2 separate regions of the Mus musculus genome follow, and region 2 is linked to region 1. Evidence: chromatin contacts called from public HiChIP or PLAC-seq data. All regions are on one chromosome and are shown on one strand. The core of a region is the stretch at or near the end of the contact, and the rest is flanking DNA. Distances in the headings are between cores, read along the strand shown. Region 1 overlaps Tmem131 (transmembrane protein 131). Region 2 overlaps Vwa3b (von Willebrand factor A domain containing 3B).

Evidence for each region. HiChIP or PLAC-seq counts read pairs in DNA pulled down with a chosen protein or histone mark.
Region 2: a contact with region 1 is called in an H3K27ac HiChIP or PLAC-seq map of embryonic stem cells, with 8 read pairs. The contact joins two enhancer-like sites. A contact is called at or near these places in 4 of 115 datasets of contacts at active chromatin or transcription factors (all in embryonic stem cells).

The regions. Positions count from the first base shown.
Region 1 is chr1:36,902,124-36,906,778 of GRCm38.p6, reverse strand. All of the region lies in intron 1 of Tmem131 (transmembrane protein 131), which reads left to right. Among named protein-coding and RNA genes, the nearest start is that of Tmem131, 35 kb to the left of the region's middle. Within about 2 kb of position 3,183, at least 54 of the 459 cell types and tissues checked have an H3K27ac peak or open chromatin away from gene starts, as enhancers often do. A contact at or near this core is called in embryonic stem cells, where this site is marked.
Region 2 is chr1:37,047,508-37,051,800 of GRCm38.p6, reverse strand. Vwa3b (von Willebrand factor A domain containing 3B) reads right to left here. Exons shown (of 28, transcript NM_001370828.1): 5 at 1-84. Among named protein-coding and RNA genes, the nearest start is that of Gm39626, 3.3 kb to the right of the region's middle. Within about 2 kb of position 2,405, at least 6 of the 459 cell types and tissues checked have an H3K27ac peak or open chromatin away from gene starts, as enhancers often do. A contact at or near this core is called in embryonic stem cells, where this site is marked.

The DNA of each region.
Region 1 (4,655 bases), core at 1,934-4,433:
AATTGTGGAAGTATAGCTGACCCTGGCTTCCCTTCCTTCGAGCATGGCGTGTGTCTTTTCATTTCCACTGTCCAGTCTCCTGGAAGCTTACCCACTTTATCACTCTTCCCAAACCAAAAGCCATTTGTAACATTTGCGTCTTCTGTTTTCCGCTGTTGGCTTTCTTTTTGTGATGCTGAACATTGAACATTATGGTAGGCATATACTGGCCTGCAACCAAGCCCAATTGTTATTTATATTATTTCTTCTGTTTTGAGTGTAAGCTACTCTTCATTTCTACTTCTTCAGTCATTTGTGGAGGGGGTTATAGGGAAAACATGCAGGATATGGATCATCTCATGTTTAGAATATAATTTTACATATTGTATCCTGTTCATTTATGTAACATAGATATTACAGCTCTAGAACACATGTCTATTTATTATTAGATATTGTATAACACAATAAAATCCCCCTCTAGTAGCTAAATTGACATAAGTGGATCATTTAACTGACACTTTCTGGGTTTTGTTTTGTTTTGTTTTTAAGATGGGCTCTCTTATGAACTCATTGTAGATCAGGCTGGTCTCAAACTCAAAGAGATCCTCCTGCCTCTACCTCCCCAAGTGCTGGAGTTAGAGGCATGTGCCATCATGTCTGACTTTAACTGACATTTTAAAGATAGCTGTAATACCACTATTCTTACATATATGTCAAAAGCTTATTATTTTTAACTTTTTATAAAACTATTTATTTATTACTATATCTAAGTACACTGTAGCTGTCTTCAGACACACCAGAAGAGGGTGTCAGATCTCATTATGGATGGTTGTGAGCCACCATGTGGTTGCTGGGATTTGAACTCAGGACCTTCGGAAGAACAGTCAGTGCTTTAACCATTGAGCCATCTCTCCAGCCCCTATTTTTAATTTTTTATTGTGAATTTCCCATCAAGCACCTTAATCCCACTCATCTCCCTGCCCCTCCATATCCACCTTCCACCCTTGCAATTTCCTCCCACAAAAGAAATAAAAATAAAGATAAAAACAAAGCAAAATGTCATGTGGAAGCTGTGGTGTGTCACACAGTAAACCCTTTGTCCACACTTCTTTATTTGCAGAAGTTCATTGCAGTGGGTCCCTGGTTTGCTTTGAGTCCTCTGGCTTCTGCTACACCATCAATACCGGTTCTTCACTGGGATTCCTCCCAGATTTCCTGTTGCCCTTTGTCATGGAGGTCCCACAGCTTTGGATCTGCAGTCCCAAACCCTTCACAGGCTCTGGCAGTTCATAGATGGTGTAGATAGATGTTGGGGTGAAACAGTTCAGAGTCCTGGATCTGGGCCTGGGTGGTGGCTGAGCTGGTCAGCCTGCCAGCTCTCCTGCATTTACACCTCCAGGGCCTGCTCTCCAGCACTGCTCCAATGCCCCACTGGCTAGCTGGGCCAGCAAGAGCTGTAGCCTGCTCTTCTGCCCTCATGCCCTCAGGGCCAGCATACCCACTTCCCCCACCACCAGGGTCAGCTCTACTGTGCTGCCCAGTGAGATTCGGGGTTCATTCTCCCAAGGGCTGCTACCATTGACGGGTGGGACCAAAAAGTTTATTATTACTGTAACAGTTGTGGTAGCAGTAAGGACACTAGTCACCTTTGTAACCAGCACTTCTCACATGGCATACTTAAGTGAATCTACTGCACCTTGATATGCCTTGTAAAAACACATGTAGCTATCTAGTGTTAGATTTTTTTTATGTCTACATAAGTGCCTTTTCTTTTTGTAAATGTTTTTTTCTTCCCCTATCTTTCCCTGTTCCCCCCTTCTGTAGCAAGAATTTGTAATCCTCCCCTTCAGCCTCCAGAGTGTCGGGAATTACAGGTGTGTTATACTATTACACCTGGTCTAAGCTTGTTTGGAATAATTTCAAACGTTAGAAGTGTATGGGGAGGAGCATGCTGGGCAAGTAGATGACCACAGTTGGCAGTTCCCTTAGCGGCTTTGTTTGCGCCTCACTTCCCTCACCACACATGCAGGCAGTATTGACAGATTGTATGGGCTGTGGGCTTGGTGAGCTGTGCCTTGCCAGCATGAGACTATAAGTCACTCACTCCCCAGCACTCATGTAAGAAAGCCAGGCACAGTGACACACGCTTGTGATCCCAGCACCAGAGAGGCAGAGGCAGATCTGGAGCTCATTGCCAACCTGGCTTATTTGGTGGGCTCCAGGCCAACGAGAGAACCTGTCTCAACAACAAACACCCAAGGTGCATGTCTCCCGAGGCACACCATCTGAGGCTGGCCTCTGGCTTGCATGTACATGCAGACAAACCCATACAAAAAGAATTTTTACACATAAAAGAGCTGTTAAGTATGAAGTTCTGGGATATACATTATCTTACCCCATGCTTATATAGTATTGAAATGCAATTAAGGTAGATTTTATAGAAAAGATTTAGAAAACAGAACAAAACCTGGTGCTGTCCTTTTGTTGTTGACTTAAAATTTTGAGAGGCTTGCGCTGCCACTCAGTGGTAAAGAGCTTGCCTAACAGGGGCATGGTCTTTAGTTTGAAACTCACCACCAAACAATGTCATCCCACCCACCCTCTCTCGAGATCAAACAGAACTTCCTTACACATACTTGTAATCCCAGCACTTGAGAGGTTGAGGCCCGAAGATCATGATTTCAAGGCCAGCTTAATCTACAAGATGAGCTCTTTCTTAAAACAAAAAAGCAAAACAAGCAAACAAAAACAAAACCCCAAGGGCCAGTGATGTAGTCCAAAGGCAAAGCGAGCTGGATTCGCTCTACCTCTTGGGTTCTGGTCGCCTGCTCCCAGAGAGCCACTTCCTTGATGAAAAGTTGCTGCAGTGTGTATGCCCGGGCAGGTGCAGTGTGTATGCCCGGGCAGGTGCAGTGTGTATGCCCGGGCAGGCTGTGCTTACAGGGGTTTGCTTTCTGACCTTGGCTTTTTTCAGGGTTCATATATTCTCTTTTTACTCATGGTCTTGTTTTAAAATGGAGAGCAGTACAAGGGGGTGGGAGTCGTGGGTGGAGTGTGTGTGTGTGTGTGTGTGTGTGTGTGTGTGTGCGCGCGCGCGCGCGTGTGCCTGTATTGTTTTGAGACAGGGTCTGTAGGCCTGGGTGGACTAGAACTCATCCTCACCATGTAGAGCAGGCTGGCTTCTCTACCCATTCCTCTGCCGAGATTACCAGTGTCTGGCACTGTGCCCCATGACTGTGTTGTCAAGGCTCTCATTTGTACCAGTGGGAGGATCCCCTCCAGCCCTGAGCTCACACTGTTTCTTCTGGTTCTTCTGCATCCTTCAGCACTTGTGATGTTCTCAGCTTCAGCCTCTGGTCCTCTTGCTGTTGTGGCTTCCAGGGCTCTGCTGCACAGCCAAGCTTGTGTAAACTGCAAAACTAAACTTTTATTTCCTTAAAAGACAATGATTATTTGTGTTTCTTAAAAATGAAATGGTCAGAAGATTTAAAGTTCTGGAAGGCCTATGATGTCATGTTGGAGTTACAGCAGGTGATGGGCATCAACAAAAGCTCTGTACTGCCTGAGGGCCTCCTGCTCACCACCTCTGTTCTCAGGCCTGGCCTCATAGGGCTCTGCAGGGTCTAGGGAGACATAGGAATACGCTCGCAGCCATCCTCGGTCAGGGGAGCTGTGTGCTTTGAGAATTATTCCCAGGGTCCGTTTGGAGCCAGCTCTCTGCAGGTAACAGGGATGTGTGTGCGGAGGAACAGCAGCCAGGCTCTCTCTCTGCCTCCTTTTTAGGCTTGTTGCTGTGTCGCAGTGTTTTACACCAGCAAAACAAGGCTCAGTCTTTAGTAAAAATGTCAGAAACTTTTCCCTAATAGTTATTTGCCCTACAGGATGAAATCGGTTTAGATTAAAAGCAAACCTGAAACACCTTGATCTCTCTGACCAATGTTCCTAGGGTCCAAACTTTCTATAGATAGACAGCTCTGTGTCAGATCAAAGCTGTCCAGGTGGAGCCTCACAGGGACTCAGCGTACAGGTCACGTAGACAGCTCTTTGGAAGTGAACCTTTGAAGGCCTGCCAGGCCTTCCTGCCTCCCTGGTGACTGCCAGGCTGGTTCCCACTGTGGAGGTGACTGGTGATAGAGTTGCCACAAAGCCAGAGAGAAGAGAATGGGAGAGGAGCCAGGTAAATGCCACCAGTTCCGCTGGGTATTTTTGGTGTCTTTTAGAATGTGAGCCAGCACTCTTTCAATTGTTGGTCGCTTTTTGTGAAAGAAAGGCTTTCCAGAGCTCTTCAATGATACCATTTTCATACTCGCATCAAACCTTTTGAAAGTCAAAAAATACTGTCAAGTTAGTCTGTGTGTACAGAAAGCTGTCCTGAGATTTTCATAGGATCTAATGAAAAGATTGGACATATTTACATTTCTCAGCCAATGAGTATGGCATGTTTGCCCATTTAGACCTTTTATTTGTTTGTTTTGTTTTGTTTTGTTTTGTTTTGTTTTTTCGAGACAGGGTTTCTCTGTGTAGCCCTGGCTGTCCTGGAACTCACTCTGTAGACCAGAAATCCACCTGCCTCTGCCTCCCAAGTGCTGGGATTAAAGGTGTGCGCCACCACTCCAGGCAGTCCATTTAGACTTTTTAAAAGTATTTTTCCATCGGAAAATATTTTCTAAACTTGT
Region 2 (4,293 bases), core at 1,156-3,655, 150 kb before region 1:
TCAATCCAGCTGATAGCAGCAGCTATGGAGTGCTCGGTCACAAGGATGGCGTACTCCTGCCATTTCACCGGCTCTGCGGAAACCCTGAAAGGGATCATAGTCACCAGACAGTGATTAACGCCACCATGGGAGTGTTGGCCTTCAGTGTCAACCAGAAGTCACCTGGGAGAGAAGGGAAACCAAGCTGCCAGTTCTTCGAGAGTCATCGAGAAAATGTGTGAGCCAGTGCAGACACGCCTGTCCTGTTCGGGCAAGTTTACCAAGGATCTAATACCTAATGTCAAAGCACCATGACCTCCCACAGGCATGGTGACCAGGAGACATAGTTGGAGTGGCATGGGTCAGACAAAAAGGTACAAGTGTTGACTAGTGCTTTAAAAGCATTAAGAGAGGGGCCGAGAGACTTCCGGATTGGATGGAGGAAGAGAGGAAGCAGGAGAGAGTTAGGTTCTTTTTGACAGGGATAGCATGAGGACAAGATGTAGCTACGAGTGTCTCCTGGTTTCAGTGGTCGATCCATCAGGATTCGCCTCCAGAGGATTTAGATTTAATAAGGTTTTACAAGATTAGAATTTTAGTTGCTGTGCCCAACGATTGAGTTACCATCGTTTCTGAACTAAGTTTATGTTGTGTTTTCCTTCATGCCGTGGTTTGTCCGGGTTCAAGAGAGAAAGTTATGGTGGCAAAGCATGGATAGGTTTGCCTGAGGTGCACCACAAAGGCCGTGAGGGATTTGAAGCATGGGGTTGGTGTGGTAGCAACCCACCAGTGGGAACCTAGAGAGCTGGGTGGAGAGATTTTGGAGTTCTGAGTCAGAGTCTCTGCGAGATAAAATCAGGTCGGGCCATTGCCTGCCAGTGCATGGCGGACCAGGCCATGGGGGCAGAGAGTTGCCCCCACAAGCACAGGAACATGCCAGTTCATTTTTTTTTTTTTAAATATTTACTGCAACAGGTGATGAACCAACATGTTTGGCAAGAATCCACTAGAAATTTAAGATTATTAGCCTAAGTATTAGGTTTTGTTTTTTTGTTTTGTTTTGGTTTTTTTGTTTGTTTGTTTGTTTTGTTTTTTGTTTTTGAGTAGCTGAGTAGCACTGAGGTGAGTCACATGAGACAAGTCACGTGGACTCAAGGGCAGGAATTGAAAGAAACTGCTGGCAGGCTCTGAGTCAGAGAGCTGTAGAATGGAAGTTGCCTACTTCTTGGGGCAGAGATTGATTGAACTGTGAATTTATAAAATTGGGATTATTTGCTTTTAGATTTATTTATATACAGATTTTATTTATATACAGATTCTGTCTGAATAACGTGGGGAATTTCTCCTACTTTGGAACTAGGATAGGGAAAAATTAGTCACTGACTTGAAGTAGATAGGGCAGTGAACGGGTATTAATAAAATAAATGTCTGTGGCTCCAGGCAGAGAGCTGAACAGATAGACGATATAAGGATACATTGCTCTAATACATCTTAACAGGATACTCAAATTCTGTCTAATGTGGGCTCCACAGGAATTCTTAGTTATTATCCTGCCTGGCAAAATATAAAAGGCCTAAGAATAGGCATATACAGTATTTTAGTTTACTTCATGTGTTTTAGATTGTTTTAACTTTCAAAATGGGTGTGATGTTAAGTTTTGTGGTTATGTTATTCCTCTGGGAGAGAGGTCAAAAAAAAAAAAAAGTCTGGTTACTGGCTCAAGGGTATGCTGATTTGGGAGAAAGGTTTTGTCTTTGCAATTTTAGAAAAGGTGATTAGTGTCTATACACCTTCCAGAGTAATATGGATCAAATTTGATAGAAGAAGACCCCCTGAAGAAATAGATTCCACAAAATCAAACGAAAACATTATCTTGATGATACTAAGATTTTGTTTTGAGATTTGTATATTACAGAATATACTGCCTTGTTGAGTCTCTGCTTGAACTTCGGGTGTCTTAGACTTTCAGATGCAAGCACACCCGTGTGCATCCACACAGGATTGTGCAGGACACAGACATCAGAGACTAAATCAATCATTAGTGTGGCCTTCTTAAGGCCAACCAACTCTTCTATTTTCCCTACCCCCTCCCCCCCCCTTCAAAATATCTCAATGGCCATATTCAGCTTGAAGAAATAGTCACCGACCCAGTTCCCTGGACTCTGGGGCTAGAGGGAGTTATTATAGGTTGTCTTTCTAGGGAATATGGAAATGGTCATAATTAGAACAAGAAAGAATAGCTAGAATTGATGCATAGCCATAATCTCACTTGGTAGTGTTGTAACCACTGAATTACTGATGCTAGAGAGACTTCAGTGTTGTGTACAGTTTGCCTCTGCATTGCCAGACAGAGGCTCCCATCCTCCCTCCCATCGCAGCAAGCACAATATGCAGACAGCTGGTTTCTGTGCTGCGTCCTCCTGCAGCAGCCAGGGGCTCCCTTCCCCTCCCTTAGCATTAGAATGGCTCTACCCATAAAATCCAACACACACACCCCACGCCTTGTCTCAAAAAAAAAAAAAAACAAAAAAAACAAAAAACCAACACTCCTGCTGATAAGCAGCAAAACTCCAGGTGCCTGTCCTTGAGACCTTAGAGAAATAACTAGCTTAAGGGAAACCGTGGAAGAAAAAAAAAAGGTATCAGAGGTCAGATCACAGATAGTTACGACTGGGACTGGCTATAAAATTAGTCCTTGAACAGACACCCTTTAAACCCCCTCCCACTTCAGTACTATTCCACCCTCTACTCCCCTTTTCTGTGAATATTCACTCTATTCCTAACTATATTGTATACAAACCCAATGTTTCCTGGATTCAGGGTTGCTTGCCAGCATTCACACAGTGAGTGCTAGGTGGACAAACTGAGTTCAAACTTGAAACAATAGAAGATTCTTTTTCGAGTTGCAATGGACTTCAAAATTTTTCGACTCATCTGGGTTTCCTATGGATTCAGGGCACAACAGTAGAAATCTTTTTCATTGTTACTAAGTTGAAGTCATAGTTTCTTATTTTGGTACAGAAATTATTTTGATGCAAAATCAAGGTTTCATTGGTATAAATTACTTCTATTGATACTAAAAATTTTAAAGTACAGGGCTTAGACCCAGTCCTTCTATTACTGTTATTATAAACTGATCTGAGATTATTAAGCCTGTGAGTTAAAGGCCAAATAGCAAATTCATGGCTCTGAGTTTATCATTTGGGTGTTTTCAGAGATTTTAATTAGAAATAGCTGAGAGTAGGGGCTGGTGAGATGGCTCAGTGGTTAAGAGCACTGACTGCTCTTCTGAAGGTCCTGAGTTCAATTCCCAGCAACCACATGGTGGCTCACAACCATCTATAACAAGATCTGGTGCCCTCTTCTGGTGTGTCTGAAGACAGCTACAGTGTACTCACATATAATAAATAAATAAATCTGAAGAAAAAAAAAAGAAGAGAAACAGCTGAGAGTAGTTAACGGAGAAGAGTCCAGATTACTTTACATAGATAGTTGGTTCTCAAAAACATCAGAAATCCACGGAATTTGAATTTAATGTTACTCATTCACTTGTTGAGACAAATCTACTCCTAACAGCTTCCCATTTGTGGATTCAAAAAAGCAACTGAGCATCGCACCTCCAGGTGAGGCTGTACATTTGTGGCTAGGTGGCCACTGGGCAGAAAATTACCAATCTCTCCTGCAGACCTGTACTGTTCCTGAAAGGACACAGTTTACAGGTTAGGACAGCTTAGTTCTGCTGAGAATAGGCTAGTCCTTAATATTCCTGTTTCTCTAAGGTCTGTCAGATGCTCCTGGGCCAGAAGGCTGAAGACCTGCTCCATCTTCCTGACTTACTGGGGCTGTATGGGTAGGCCGCTGTCTCTACAATTTGTCTCAGTTCTGGAAGCTGTGTTAGGCTTCCTATGTATTTTTAGGTAATGTTGGTCATTCTCAGATTTCTGATGGGGTTGAAAAACCACTAACAGTCTCATAGCCAACCCAGGCCATTTACTGTGAGAGAGCAGGCTTGAGAGAATGGTTTTCAGACGGCACACAATCTAAAGCCAGGCCATCAGTCAGGATAGAATCATAAGTCTATAACTTAGGGTAGATGACAACGTTCCATCTTCATGACTTAAATAATGGACTGGGTGTTAGGTCTGTCTTATACTTTACAAATTACAAAATGATAACAGTTGTGTACTATTTATATTTGAGAGGAAGGTTTTGTTTTTTATTAGAACTGAAAGGGGGAAGGGTTGTGGATGGGTCTGGTGCTGTTTGTAGTTTGATGCTAATTCCATTCTCCTGGGAGGGGTTTCAGACAAGGAG